Regions from separate parts of the Scylla paramamosain genome. Here region 1 is linked to region 2. Evidence: chromatin contacts called from public Hi-C data. All regions are on one chromosome and are shown on one strand. Each heading gives the region's core, a stretch centred on a gene start, on an enhancer-like site or on the middle of the called end of the contact. The rest is flanking DNA. Distances are from core to core; before and after follow the strand shown.

Region 1 (6,944 bases), core at 843-3,342, 65 kb after region 2:
GTGCCTTATACAGATTAATAATTTACTTTTTAAGTGAGTTTTTTACGATTTTTTTTACATCCAGATAAGTAACAACAGTGAATTGTTCCTTTATTTAACTGAGATAGAAAGGATGCGGTGAGTGAGGTGAGGCGGCGCGCTGTCAAACAGATGCAGGTGGACCTTGCATGCATTATTTCCCCGTCTGTCCAGCCGTCGCGGCAGTAAAAGTCAGGACAACGGTATGAACGGTATATAGTGCCTTTCTCTAAAGAAGGAACCGGTGTATCAAGGCGCGTGTTTATCTGAATCTGGACACCAGGTACTCCAGGCTGCAGACCAGTTTTTGCGGCACGAGGGCTGGAGTGTTCTGTCAAGACGTGTATCTATGCCTGTCATCTCCACTTAATTATTAGAGCACGTTGTGTTATTTTTTTTATTTTTTTTATTTGCCATTTGATAGAAGAAAGTTGTGAAAGTCTGCAACTCTCGAGCATAAAATTAAAACTCTAACTTCATGCTCCAATCATTTTCCATCATATTTTTCCACTTTTTTCAAGTTTTGTCGTTGTAGTATGACTTTTTTCTTTCTTTCCTAGCAATAACATGTAGCATTTTTCCAAAGTTTCAGTTTTCTTCTGGAGTTATTGGCAGTCATCACGTACGCCTTTATTACTGAAAAAAAAAAAAACTCATTCAGGTATCTTCAGTTAACCGCCAAAAGCATGCAAGCAAAGGATCATGCCACCTAATAATAATCAAAGTCTCTTGTAGCATTTTGTATCCTTCGTTGATTTTCACACGTGTTTGCTCAGTGACGACACACTCAAAACATCTCTCACGTACATACTCGTACCTCAGGACTGAACAAATGAGACAATGGTTCGAACCCGTGTGTCACTGACCGAAGCGTAATTTACGTATAGCGGCCAAGGACCACTACGTTAATGTGTGTGTGTGTGTGTGTGTGTGTGTGTGTGTGACAGATAAACCCAAAGGAATGGTTTTGTCCCACAGTGTTGGGGAATTCGAGTCTCACATTGCTGTGCGGGGGTGGCGTGGGCATTCCAAGATGCGGTTGTACTTCCATAATTGTGATAAATAGACATGTCACTGATAAATAATCTTGATAGTGGCGTGGGTTGCCTCTCGGTTGGCTGTGTGTTTAATACCAAAATTCTGATTATGATAATTCAGAAGAAATTAGGCAATGTGGAAAGAAAAAAAAAATAATAAGTGATCCACCGAATTATAGTCCCAAGTTAAGGATTAGCTTTTGTGGTCTGTTAGAATGTTTTGTTCGCGTCCATTAGCGAGAAAAAATAGTTCCTTACAACAGGGTTAAGTCCATGTGCATCGTGACAAAAAAAAAGTTCCTTTCACCGTCTCGTAAGCCCACGCCGCCTTACATAATCACGCTATCTTGTGTTTGTCCTCATTCCTTGTTCTCTGTCCCGCTCTTTGCTCCTTTTATCTTCTATCAAGTAATCCGCATCATCTTTTAAAGACAACAACCAAAACATCATTTTTAGATAAGCGAACTTAGCCCAACTTGATCTTACGTTCCCATTACAAGAGCTAGAATATCACAGGCCATTGCCACGTGTTACAGATCCTCAGGGTTTTTAGTACAGCGTCACCCCTCCCCTGGCCTGTTGACATCTCCGCATGTTTAGAGTTGACATACTAGCCTAATTCGGCAAGTGAAGAAAATAAAGACAAAGGACGCGTGGGAAAGGAGCGTCGAACATGATATTTAAGAGAGGCAGGATGCGATGTAGGACACTTTTCCTGTGATAGAAACTGTGTTGGGGGAGGGCACGTGCGACGAGTGTTGCTATGGGGGAGGGGGTCGCCGTGAGAGAGAGAGAGAGAGAGAGAGAGAGAGAGAGAGAGAGAGAGAGAGAGAGAGAGAGAGAGAGAGAGAGAGAGAGAGAGAAGGAGGGAGGTGATTTGTGCATCGAGAAGAGACGGGGGAAGGAATGGTGTGTGGGATGGCTATGGGGTCGAGGGGTGCGGGGGGAAGGGACTGGGACACTAGGAGGTGGTGGAAGGGTAGAGAGGGGCTAGGCTGGTGTTGCTAGGGCAGTGAGGAGCGTGACACAGCATTGGGTAAAGTAGTGGTGGGTCTGGAGGAAGTTTCCGTAGAGACCTACTGTGTCAACGCTGCGGCCGCCACGGGGGGACTCAGCCTCAGACTCTTGCATCATAGAACGCAGCAGCAGACAGAGCAGACTGGCTTTGTTATATTTGTACTGAAAAGCCAACACCATATCTTGACTGAAGAAAAATATAGTTCATTTTCGTGTCAGCTGTACTTAGGATATACGGAAAGAAACATGGAAACACAAAACACCACCAGGATAGAGAACGGCGAGCACTGGGGAGGAATGAGGCGGGGGTCGATGGAGGGGAGTGGGGAGCCGGAGAGTAAGGGTGGGAGGGGAGAGTGGAAGGGGGCGGTGTGGCAGGTGTCCGGGCCGTCTAGACACCGGAGCCCGCAGACAGAACACGCCAGACAGCGGCGGCGGCGGCGGCGGCGGCGGCGGGAGGCAAGGAGACAGGGGCAGGGGCTAGGGGGGATGGGAGGATGTCGGAGGGAAGGTGAGGGGGAGACAGCCAGCAAACTATTCCAGATTTATCGGTACAACAATACTAGAAACATATTGTTTCCACAGGAATCATTGCGTTAAAGGAAACTCAGTACATTAAAGAAATTAGCTTCTGGCACATAGTATTGATTATTGTTGATTTTCAACCGTAAAAAAAAAAAAACGTTACTCACGTAATATATATATATATATATATATATATATATATATATATATATATATATATATATATATATATATATATATATATATATATATATATATATATATATATATATATATGGAGACAACAGCAAGAGCTTAGTTCATGTCATGTATTCTACAGCACACACACACACACACACACACACACACACACACACACACACACATTTACATACATCGGGCGCGCGCACACACACACACACACACACACACACACACACACACACACACACACACACACATTAATTTCGAAATGTTAAACATTCACATACACAAATCGTCATCGTAAGGAATCTATTATTTTGAGCTTGCTGATATTCCTAGATGGTTAGTTAACGTCGGCGCTGGCGAGACGAGTCGTGTTAGTGTGTGCGTACGTGCGAGGGCGCGGCGCGGCAGTAGTCTGGTGGAGTGTCTGTGTGTGAGGTGCATGTGGCTGCTGCTGGTCCAGTAGGAGAGGAGCTACGAAGGGTGCGGCTGGCCAGACGTAAGATGTAAGACGGTGTCACTATCCTCATGACCCTGCAGTGCCGCTTGCAGCAGGACAGACAAGAAAGCGGCCAGGAGGGTGAGCAGACAGCGACGGGAGCTGCTGGCACCCACGGCGGCTATGGCGGTGGCCCAGCCAATAAAAAATGGCGGTGAGTGTGTGTGGGTCCGCCGCCGCGCGGCCGCACCACCACCACCACCACTACTCAGTCAGTCGCGCCGCCACGCTCAGTCGGGCTATACGGTTCGGTTTGCCTCACGTCATTGCCACTGCCACAGTATCCAGTCTACAGTTGTCAGCCCACCCGATGGTGGGAGGGCCAAGTGGTGTGGCGCTGCATCTTCACTGCCACCATCACCACAGTCCTGATTGCAGACTGTCCTGCCACCTCCTTAAGCAGCACACAGCCACCAGTGTGTCCAAGATCTGCTAGTGTCCCAGTGTGGCTGCCAAATAGCTCGCCACGGTGCCTCGACAACGCCTAGTATCCACCACCACCGTCATAACCACCACCGTCACCTCCACCACCACCACCGCCACCACATCTACCTTCGTCACCACCGCTGTCGTCGTCGCCTTGAATACAGCTTCCACTGCAACTACCGCCACCACAGCTCCTCTCACTGGCACTTCTACCTCAAGCTGTCTCGTCAGAAGATCCAACGTCGCTTCCAACGTCACTCCCGCAGCTAATCCACCAACACGACACACCAGCACAGCCGCCAAGATGTGGAACAGCGTCACCGAGTGCTGTCTCAAGATCGCCAACCACTTCTCGCGAAGGAAAAGTGTACGATTCCCACATTTTGTTGTTGTTGTCTAAATTTTCATAGGATTTATTAGGTTCCACAGGTTCTTGTAGGTCTAGGTCTATTTTCCTAACGCTGTCATTACCGTGTGTGTGTGTGTGTGTGTGTGTGTGTGTGTGTGTGTGTGTGTGTGTGTGTGTGTGTCAAGACCTGGAAATTATTGAGGAGCGAGCTTATGGGCGAAGGGAAGGAGTGGTTCTGGTGCGTCATTGTGTTTGGAAGGCAGTATTGTTTGTGATTGAGGCACACGTTGTTATTATCAGTGAGATCGTGCCCCTCTCCTCTGCCTCGTGAAACGGGGAGTCTCATCTTTGTGGCCAAGTCTGAATTTGGAAGTTTTTGTCCGTCATGACATTTTCATTTTTATAAGTGTGGGCGAATATATATATATATATATATATATATATATATATATATATATATATATATATATATATATATATATATATATATATATATATATATATATATATAATTATTGTACATGGCGTAGAGGATAATATATAATTAAATAATCAAAAACCAAAATGGAAAATGAAAACTGATAATGATGTCGAAATGTAGCTCCTCACAGGTGCACAGGTGAAGTTGCCTGGCAGGTCGGTTCACGAGAATAACTCAAGGTTGCTCAGTCCCCGCCCCTCCCCCACCCACCCCACCCTTCGCTGCCGCCAGCACTTGGCCCGGGCCTTCACCAGTATCACCTTTACCACCGAATGACCTGGACTCAGCTTGTGCTATTAACACAGGGGTTGTCGCGAGGAACCATTCTGCGCCAGTACTCCTATGAGCAGCCGCCAATGGCAGTACAGTGGACCGGCCCAGTCCCAAAGCTCTCACACACTCACACTCCCGTTATCTTAGGCGGTCTCACGCCCTATCATTTACTCATAGTCTGGGCCGTCACATTTCAAGGTTTCTTCTCTAGTGTTTACCGCCCGCATTTTTTTTTTTTTTTTTTTTTTTTTTTTTTTTGCGCTGTTCAAAAACTAGTGCAATGTATGGAGTAAAACAAGGTGCATATCTGTGTCAGTATGACAATTTTAAAAGACAATGTTGTGATACATTGGCCTTTGTCCCTTATGTTCCAAATTGGTATTAATAAGCTATCGTAAAGTTATAGTTATTTGGCTTCATAAGACTCTCTCTCTCTCTCTCTCTCTCTCTCTCTCTCTCTCTCTCTCTCTCTCTCTCTCTCTCTCTCTCTCTCTCTCTCTCTCTCCTCTCTCTCTCTCTCTCTCTCCTCTCTCTCTCTCTCCTCCTACTACTACTACTACTACTACTACTACTGTTGCTGCTCTTGTTGTTGTTGTTGTTGCCTCTGCTGCTGCTGCTGCTCTTGTTACTACTTTTTTTTTTTGTTACTGCTGCTGCTCTTGTTGTTGCTGTTGTTGTTATTGTTGTTGTTGTTGGTGGTGGTGGTGGTGGTGGTGCTGCTGCTGCTGGTGCTGCTGCTGCTGCTCCAATCATCCTCCCATCTTCAGCTGCGGAAGTAAAATGAATATAATTATCGTACTAGTGCGAACAGATGCCATGCCTTAAGGGATTAATACTTAATGCTTCAGGCACCAAGCGAAACTACACTGTGATTTTATACATTCCTGGAAAGCAAGAAAGTATACACACACACACACACGCACACACACTTTCCCTCCCATCTATCAATAAGTGGAATGTCTGTTTGCCTCTGTAGTTTACTGGAGACCACAGAACGTTCTTCCTGTGCTTGTGTACGTCAAGAACTCCTTGCTTTCGTTTGATATTACCTACTTGTATGTAATATACGCAAGTAGATATCATGAGCAATTTCAAAGTAGCTATTCGCATTTTTCCACCTCACCACTGAAGCCCGTCGCTCCACCCACCCACCCACCCACCCACGCACAACTGTTAACATCGGCTACGAGCCAGACAGCCTGACGGCAGGTCGCTGTTGGAACTTTTGATAAATGAGTTTGTTTACGTTCCAACCAGTGACATCATTAGTTGGCATTATTGTGTGACGTTGCATTTCTATGTATAGCACAGGCCCTCAGAAAGCTAACTCTCTCTCTCTCTCTCTCTCTCTCTCTCTCTCTCTCTCTCTCTCTCTCTCTCTCTCTCTCTCTCTCTCTCTCTCTCTCTCTCTCTCTCTCTCTCTCTCTCACACACACACACACACACACACACACACACACACACACACACACACACACACACACACACACACACACACACACACTTATTTTCCTTATCTGTTAATTTATTCTCTCATTTTAATCATTAATTGATTATTTCTTATTTACTTATTCATTTATCTATTTGTTAATTCATATATTTATTTTATTTGTGGAAAGAGCAGCAGATAAATAACAATAGTTTCCTCGATATCAAATAGTAAACAGTTGGTGGCTTTTGAGTAAACAAAGATAGCACAATATTGTAGACGCAAAACCCGTCATTATTACGAGCTATCATCTCCAGTGCACGCTGTCTCGTTCCAGTATTGTCATCTGCGAAGATCCAACAGGGTTAATTACGTTTGACAACTCCCAGAGATTTTAGACAGAGGTGGTTCAAATATGCAGCCCACAGGATCGACATAAACTGATACTTTACCAGAGGGCGTGAGGTGGATAAACAGCATGGCATGAAACTGGTCTAAAAATCATTGCTTAAAAAAGTATATAATAAATTTATTGTGTTTATCAAAATGCCTCGTACCTGTATTATTTGTTTCATTTGCTTTAATTCAACCAAAAATCTTTGTTTTCCTAAAGTTTTAAGATATTAAATGGAAAAAAAAAAAAATATTATATATATATATATATATATATATATATATATATATATATATATATATATATATAT
Region 2 (6,583 bases), core at 540-3,039:
GTGTGTGTGTGTGTGTGTGTGTGTGTGTGTGTGTGTGTGTGTGTGTGTGTGTGTGTGTGTGTGTGTGTGAGTGTGTGTGTGTGCCTGTTTGTTTCTACTTACATTAACTGTAAAATCGTTTCCATTGGTTTCTTATGTAATGATAATTCTTCTCTACATAGTGGGTAATCATCAAAAATAAATATTTAATTGCTTTTCACATTTGTAACACCATGTTTGATTTTTCTATCTGAAGATAATTGCTTGAGGATTTATTAAAAGCAAGTATTGCAGCAGTCACTTATCAAACAAGGCACGTCATTAATTGCGTCTAGACTTAATGAATGATGAACGGAACCATTAAGCATTTTTTACTTGTCCTCCATGGGTCTGTGTTTACTGTACCTGATGACCGCCATGTACTTCCCTTCTCACCCCCCTACGTGCCGGCCTTGTGCGGTGTGTGCTGCGTGTCTCTCCACGTCCCGCACCACAATGTTGACCCAAGCAGGCGGCGGGCCTCTTCACGCTGCCTGGCTGTCCACATGAATGAGCAAGTTTTCTTAGTTCTTATCTCGAATCTCACGTGACCTCCTGGCACGGACGCTGCAAACACGAAACCTTTTATCCTCTAAGCCTCTCGTAGTGTCTCGTCGACAGTGAGCTACTATAGTATGTATAACTGCAAACACTCGTGCGGCTTAGTGCACAAAGTAAATCATAAAGTGTGTTCAAAGTCTGCGGCCACGTAAGAGCTGGTTTACTAACTTTAATATGAAAAAAAATAAAAATAAATAAATACAGGAAAAATATCGGCCAGTTTAACAAAGAGTCAAACTCGGCGGTAATTTTCGAGCTTGTAAAGTTTTGTAAACGGATATACAGCCTCAGTAGAAGACGGGGAGGGGGTAAGAGGGCCGCAATTTGATATAGTGTAGCAAACCGAGAGAGAGAGAGAGAGAGAGAGAGAGAGAGAGAGAGAGAGAGAGAGAGAGAGAGAGAGAGAGAGAGCTTGGCTGGACAGGAGTGGCTGCTTCCGTTGACATGAGTGGTCCAGCTGACGTGTTCGGTGCCCAGTATAACACAGGCGCCACGTAGTGTCTGAAAAGCCGCCGCTGCAGCCACTCCCTGGCGCCGGCTGCGAGGCAATCGGTGAGCACAAGTGAAAGCTGTCGAGGCGGGCCTTTTTATTTTGTTTTTATTTAGGTGAAATTTCTTATATCCTAGCCCTTGATATGACTGCCTTGATGGGTTTGCATTCGTTAACTGTCTCTTCTGTCTTTGCAGGTGAGTCAGGGGAGTCAAGCAGCGTGGCGGCGCAGGTGGGGAGGCCGAGGGTAAGTTGTTGTGCTCCTTGCTGACGGAGGAACGTGGTGGTAACAGCGGAGGTGCTTCCGTGAATGTCAGGGACGCGCACACTAACCTTGGCGGGGTAACGGCGGGTTCGCGCGTGCCGCTCAGAGTGGGAGTGAGCAAGGCGCGAGCGTGTAGCTTCGGCCATGAGCAAGGCAAGCACCGGCGCTGCCAGACGGGGAAGTTGCCTAAGACGGTGACGTCGCGGCACACGGGAAAATAATGGCAGTATTTACACCTAATTTTGTACCAACGCTTGCTAAAATTATAGACTACTATATATGGCATAAGATCTTCAGATGGAGAATGTAATACTTAGGAGTCGAAATGGTGTCTGAAATCCACCACATGATTATGAAGGAGCGAACAGTGGTGGTGGTGGTGGCTTGGTGAGGGGAAAGCCCTCCTGTTTGGTGAAAGGAAAAGTCTTGGTGGCGGTGGGCACCAGTGTGTGTTAGGGGGAGCAGACGCTGGGATGGGGGGGGCAGACAGACAGTTTCTCGTGGCGGGCTAGTAGTCGCGAACGTGACATCTGTGACACTAATAATAATGATCCCTGAACTCTTGAAAGTGTGTGTGTGTGTGTGTGTGTGTGTGTGTGTGTGTGTGTGTGTGTGTGAGATGAAGCACAAATCTTTTTCCAAGGTTATTCATTTTCACCTCACGGAGACCAGGGGTGGGTGTGTGCATGCAGGGATTTAAATGTAATTGAATATGGGGGAACAAAAATATCGTGTGTGCTGCTGCGTGTCCCTACAACAGCCGCCCACGTAACTTGCCGCTGCCGCCGCTAGACACCTTAGCTGAAGGAAGGAGGCCGGGGGCAGGGCAGGGCAGAGCAGGGCTAGGTAGGGCAGGGCAGGGCAGGGGGCTGAGGAAGGACACGGCGTCTCCATATATCATGCCGAGCGACTTCGTTATGATTTGTCGGGTGGGATGGTTGGCTGGATGGCGTATTTTTCATAGGTCGTATTTTACCTTATCTGTGCATTCCTGTGCGGCGGGTCGGCATTCGTGGTGGCGTGGTTGACCAAGCGGTGGCCATGGCCGTGTTATCATCCCCCGCAGACGTGCAGTCAAACAAATCCCAGAGTAGATCCCAAAAGGTGATGATTATCGTACCCCGTCTCGCCATGGCTGACTAACATGCAACCTATCGACCTGTCTGGCGATGTTGCCGTCATAGCGAGCAGGTCGGGGGACAGGAAGATAGCAGCAGGAAAATAGATGTCAAGAGCTTTAACTTCAGGCGAACGAAGTCGTTGGTGAATGTGCTACAGTCAGCGTAATTAAAGGAAATGTTTTGATAATCCTATTTTTCGTAAGAGACATAAGGAAGCAGACAGTAACTGGGTCAGACAGAAGCAGAAATTGTACATTTGGCAACGCCGGGACCGTCTGGCTGTCTGGCTGTGGCCCTGAAGCCAAATGAAGGCTCACAGGCGGCTTGGAGTTGGTGGGGGATGGCAGCACGCCGCCGCTGCTGCTAGCCCGACACCGCGGCTCGCCTCCCCTCTTCCCTCATTTCTGCTTGATTAATGTAAACAGCCATCATGTTTTCCTCATAGGTAACGGATGTAATAATAAAGTGGCCAGGTGCAGGCGTTACTTCCTCGGCGGCACGTCCACACTCGGCCTTCCCTTCCTTCCTTCCTTAGGCCTGAGCCCTCAAACTGCGGCGCCGACCACTCCTGGACGCTGGCTAGGAATGAATGAAATTCTTGTGTTTTAAGAACAATACGATTAATTTACCACTTAATGGAAAGGTGACTTTGTGTTAAAGGTTTTCTCGGAGAACACTGTTGCCTTGTTACCGCGAACACAGACCGTCAATAATGTATGTTTGTATAACTGCAGCTGAGTGCGTGTGGTGGTGGTGGTAGCGGCGGTGTGGTGTACATACATCCGTCGCCACAGTGCTCTCAGTACGATGTAGAAGTTTAATCGTCACCGGTGACGTGGAAGCCAGACATCCGTCCAGCTGCCTCTCTGAACACCGCCATTCTACCCTTCCCATCCGCCGCTAGCGTCACTGCTCAAATATATGCCCCTTTTCATCGTCCGCCCCCGTCCTGGAATACGGGCAGGGGGCGTGACGGGAGCTGGCCGAGAGGGGTCAGAGAGTCTCATATAGAGGAGCGCAGGGGGCTGGGGAGGGGGGCGGCTGGGCCAAGCGGACGGCCCTGGGCGTCTGGCCTGCACACGGTGAATTTAGTGCCCTGCTTCGTGTCTGGTGGTGGAGTGGGCCTGTTAGTATGTCATGTTGGGGGTGTTGCTGGTGGATCTGGTGAGGCTACCGGCTGCTAGCTGGGTTGTACCGTACAGTCTTGTATAAATATTGATGTATGGTACTATTAATATTAATGTCTGCTATCAATACGAGCCGTCTGGCGGGGGTTTGAGTCCTGACGAGACTTGAATAGTGTCTGGCTGTGGTGGGCGTGGTGATCGTTCCCTCTTCCCCTAACTTGACGTGCGATATGAATAACGTCTCCCCAACACTCCTCACTCGATGGAAGTGGACGTGTGTACGTATGTGTGCTGAGAGAGAGAGAGAGAGAGAGAGAGAGAGAGAGAGAGAGAGAGAGAGAGAGAGAGAGAGAAGGGGGGGTACGATAAGAGGAGAAACGTCAAGATTGCATTAATGGATAGCCGAGACAAGGCCACTTCCCTAGACACAACAGTCTCGAGGAACAATAACACTCCAAAGAGATATGAAAGGTAGAAGGAGAAAGAGTTGCGTTGAGGGGGAGAGTTAGGAACAAAGGAAACTACTGACTCAAAGAGAACACGCACAATAAATGAAAGAAAGACAGAAAAGAAAGAAAAGAAAAGAAGATGGAATTTAAAGAAATACGGGGCAAAAAACATATCATCTCGAAGCGGAAAGTAAAAGAAAGACGGTGATGGTAAAAGGGAAGATAATAAAAAGAGAGGGATGTAGCCGAAGTAAATAACATGATGAAAATGGAACAGAGAGAGAGAGAGAGAGAGAGAGAGAGAGAGAGAGAGAGAGAGAGAGAGAGAGAGAGAGAGAGAGAGAGAGAGAGGGGGGGGGAAATAACATACGTGTCTTCTACAAGTCCTCGCTTTACGAATATACGCCTGGTTTGACCCATAATATTATACAGCCTGTTGGTTTTTATCCCCCCAGCGAACCAGCACGCACGAACATAAATTTCTCTCTCTCTCTCTCTCTCTCTCTCTCTCTCTCTCTCTCTCTCTCTCTCTCTCTCAGCTGCCTCATTCATTGACAAGCTGATTCGTTATCAAGATAAAAGAAAAATAAGCCTTAAATAGAACACTTAACTTCCTCCTTTTCCTCCTCCTTCCTCGTCATGGTTATCTTTACCTGCCTAGCAAGTTCTGATGATAAAAGTGAAGCAACTCCCCCAAGCATAGGCGGCAGCACAGGGAGAAATGATGACGCTATGACGCTTGGGAAAATCTTTGGTTTGTCAGCGGCAATTTTCGGTGGTCTACTGGCGTGCATATCTTGGTTGGTGGTGTCTGGGGGGCGTCATCGATTAGTGGGTCTTTTTATCACGGCGGGAGCGAGTGTGTGTCTGCTTCTCTGGCTATCTGGGGCTTGTCTGGCTGACTAATTGTCTATCCCTTTGTTTTGGCTTTCCTTCCTTTCTTTCTTTCTCTTTGTTTTAGTGTGTGTGTGTGTGTGTGTGTGTGTGTGTGTGTGTGTGTGTGTGTGTGTGTGTGTGTGTGTGTGTGTGTGTGTGTGTGTGTGTGTGTGTGTGTGTCCGTCCGTCCGTCTGACTGTCTGTCTGTCTGTCTGTCTCGAGTATCAGTCTGGTTTCACTGCATGTCTGTTGTCTTTGTCTGCCTGCTGGTGTGTGTGTCTGTGTGTGTGTGTGTGTGTGTGTGTCTGTGTGTTGTCTGGTGTGGGGGAGGAGGGGTTACATGTTTGTCCGTCTTACATAATATGCAGTCTGACACTCAGTTTTATTAGGCTTCCGGCGCTGTGGCTGTCATGGAAGAGGAGGCACGTAGAATACTTTTACTTTTTATTGATTTTGTTCCCAGGAGCAAGTTTTACATTTTCTTCTCCGTCATCAGCGTTCCAGAGCTGCGCACGCTTGGGGGTAGACAAAAGACTCGTTACGTTTGGAAAAAGCAGTGTTTCACTCTGCAAAATGAAGTGCAGATGAAACGGTAACACCAATCCTGTCACATTCTGCTATTTTGAAATGCCCATTTGAGTAAAATCATGAATAAATTGTTCTGAGAAATGTTCACTCGTTTGTAAATTCCTGGTGTGAAAATGGAGCTCATTTGTACGTCTATTTGAATATTGGAATAAGTTATCACGAAACGGAAATTGAGATCAAAGTATTTGTGTGTGTGTGTGTGTGTGTGTATATATATATATATATATATATATATATATATATATATATATATATATATATATATATATATATATATATATATGTGTGTGTGTGTGTGTGTGTGTGTGTGTGTGTGTGTGTGTGTGTGTGTTATCAAATACTACGTTGCGGGTTATATGTACGTATATTTGTTTTGCTTTGATTCCATTATTACATTTTATGTAAGTTTCTCGTGATTTCTTTTTAAAGATTTTAATTTGAAAGCATAACAATGTGTAGACGATCATATGCCATGGTAAAACACCGCGGAGCTCTCTGTGCTTCGCGGCGCGAGGCTTCAGCTCTGTGCTTCGCGGCGCGAGGCTTCAGCTCCCAGTGCTCAAGGAGCGTCGCACCAGTCTACCACGGAACACTGCCTCTGGCCGCGCCTCACATCTCACGTGTGAAAATCATGAAAATGAATTAATCTCGTTGCGCCTGGCGGCGATGTTATGTTTGAAGATAAAATAGTCTGGTATAATTAATCCCATTTGCTTTCAGCAGTTTGCAGTTTCGCGAAATTGGAGTTTTCAACACGCTGTTATGAAGCGTATAAGCGTGTATGGCTGTGATGGAAAAATATTTCAGTGCTTAAGAGTAAAAAAGTTACTTTAATTGCTAATCACTTAGGTAGTACAAAGTGTTATCTTTTCGTCTCCAACAAAGAGGCACTCCATCACTCGCTGCCGAGGAAACAGCTCCGCCGGGGGTCATTTCCAGCACGACAGGCAGGGCGTTGCTCCGCGGGGACGACCCTTGCAGGGAGCGCTGACCTCTGCACTAACTCTGTGGGGGCGGATTATTTCCAGCATTATTACTTTCACCATCGTCATCATCACCATCATCATCATCATCATCATCATCATCAT

The links. Hi-C and Micro-C count contacts between places; a contact is called where the count stands out from the background.
Region 1: a Hi-C map of testis shows a contact between it and region 2, with 2.9 times the contacts expected there. The contact joins two enhancer-like sites. A contact is called at or near these places in 2 of 2 Hi-C or Micro-C datasets (muscle and testis).

The regions. Positions count from the first base shown.
Region 1 is chr5:22,985,334-22,992,277 of ASM3559412v1, forward strand. The region is part of intron 3 of LOC135100677; the gene reads left to right. Among protein-coding and RNA genes, the nearest start is that of LOC135100677, 36 kb to the left of the region's middle. Within about 2 kb of position 2,093, the one cell type or tissue checked has an H3K27ac peak away from gene starts, as active enhancers do.
Region 2 is chr5:22,920,507-22,927,089 of ASM3559412v1, forward strand. The region is part of intron 5 of LOC135100678 (a long non-coding RNA gene); the gene reads left to right. Among protein-coding and RNA genes, the nearest start is that of LOC135100677, 29 kb to the right of the region's middle. Within about 2 kb of position 1,790, the one cell type or tissue checked has an H3K27ac peak away from gene starts, as active enhancers do.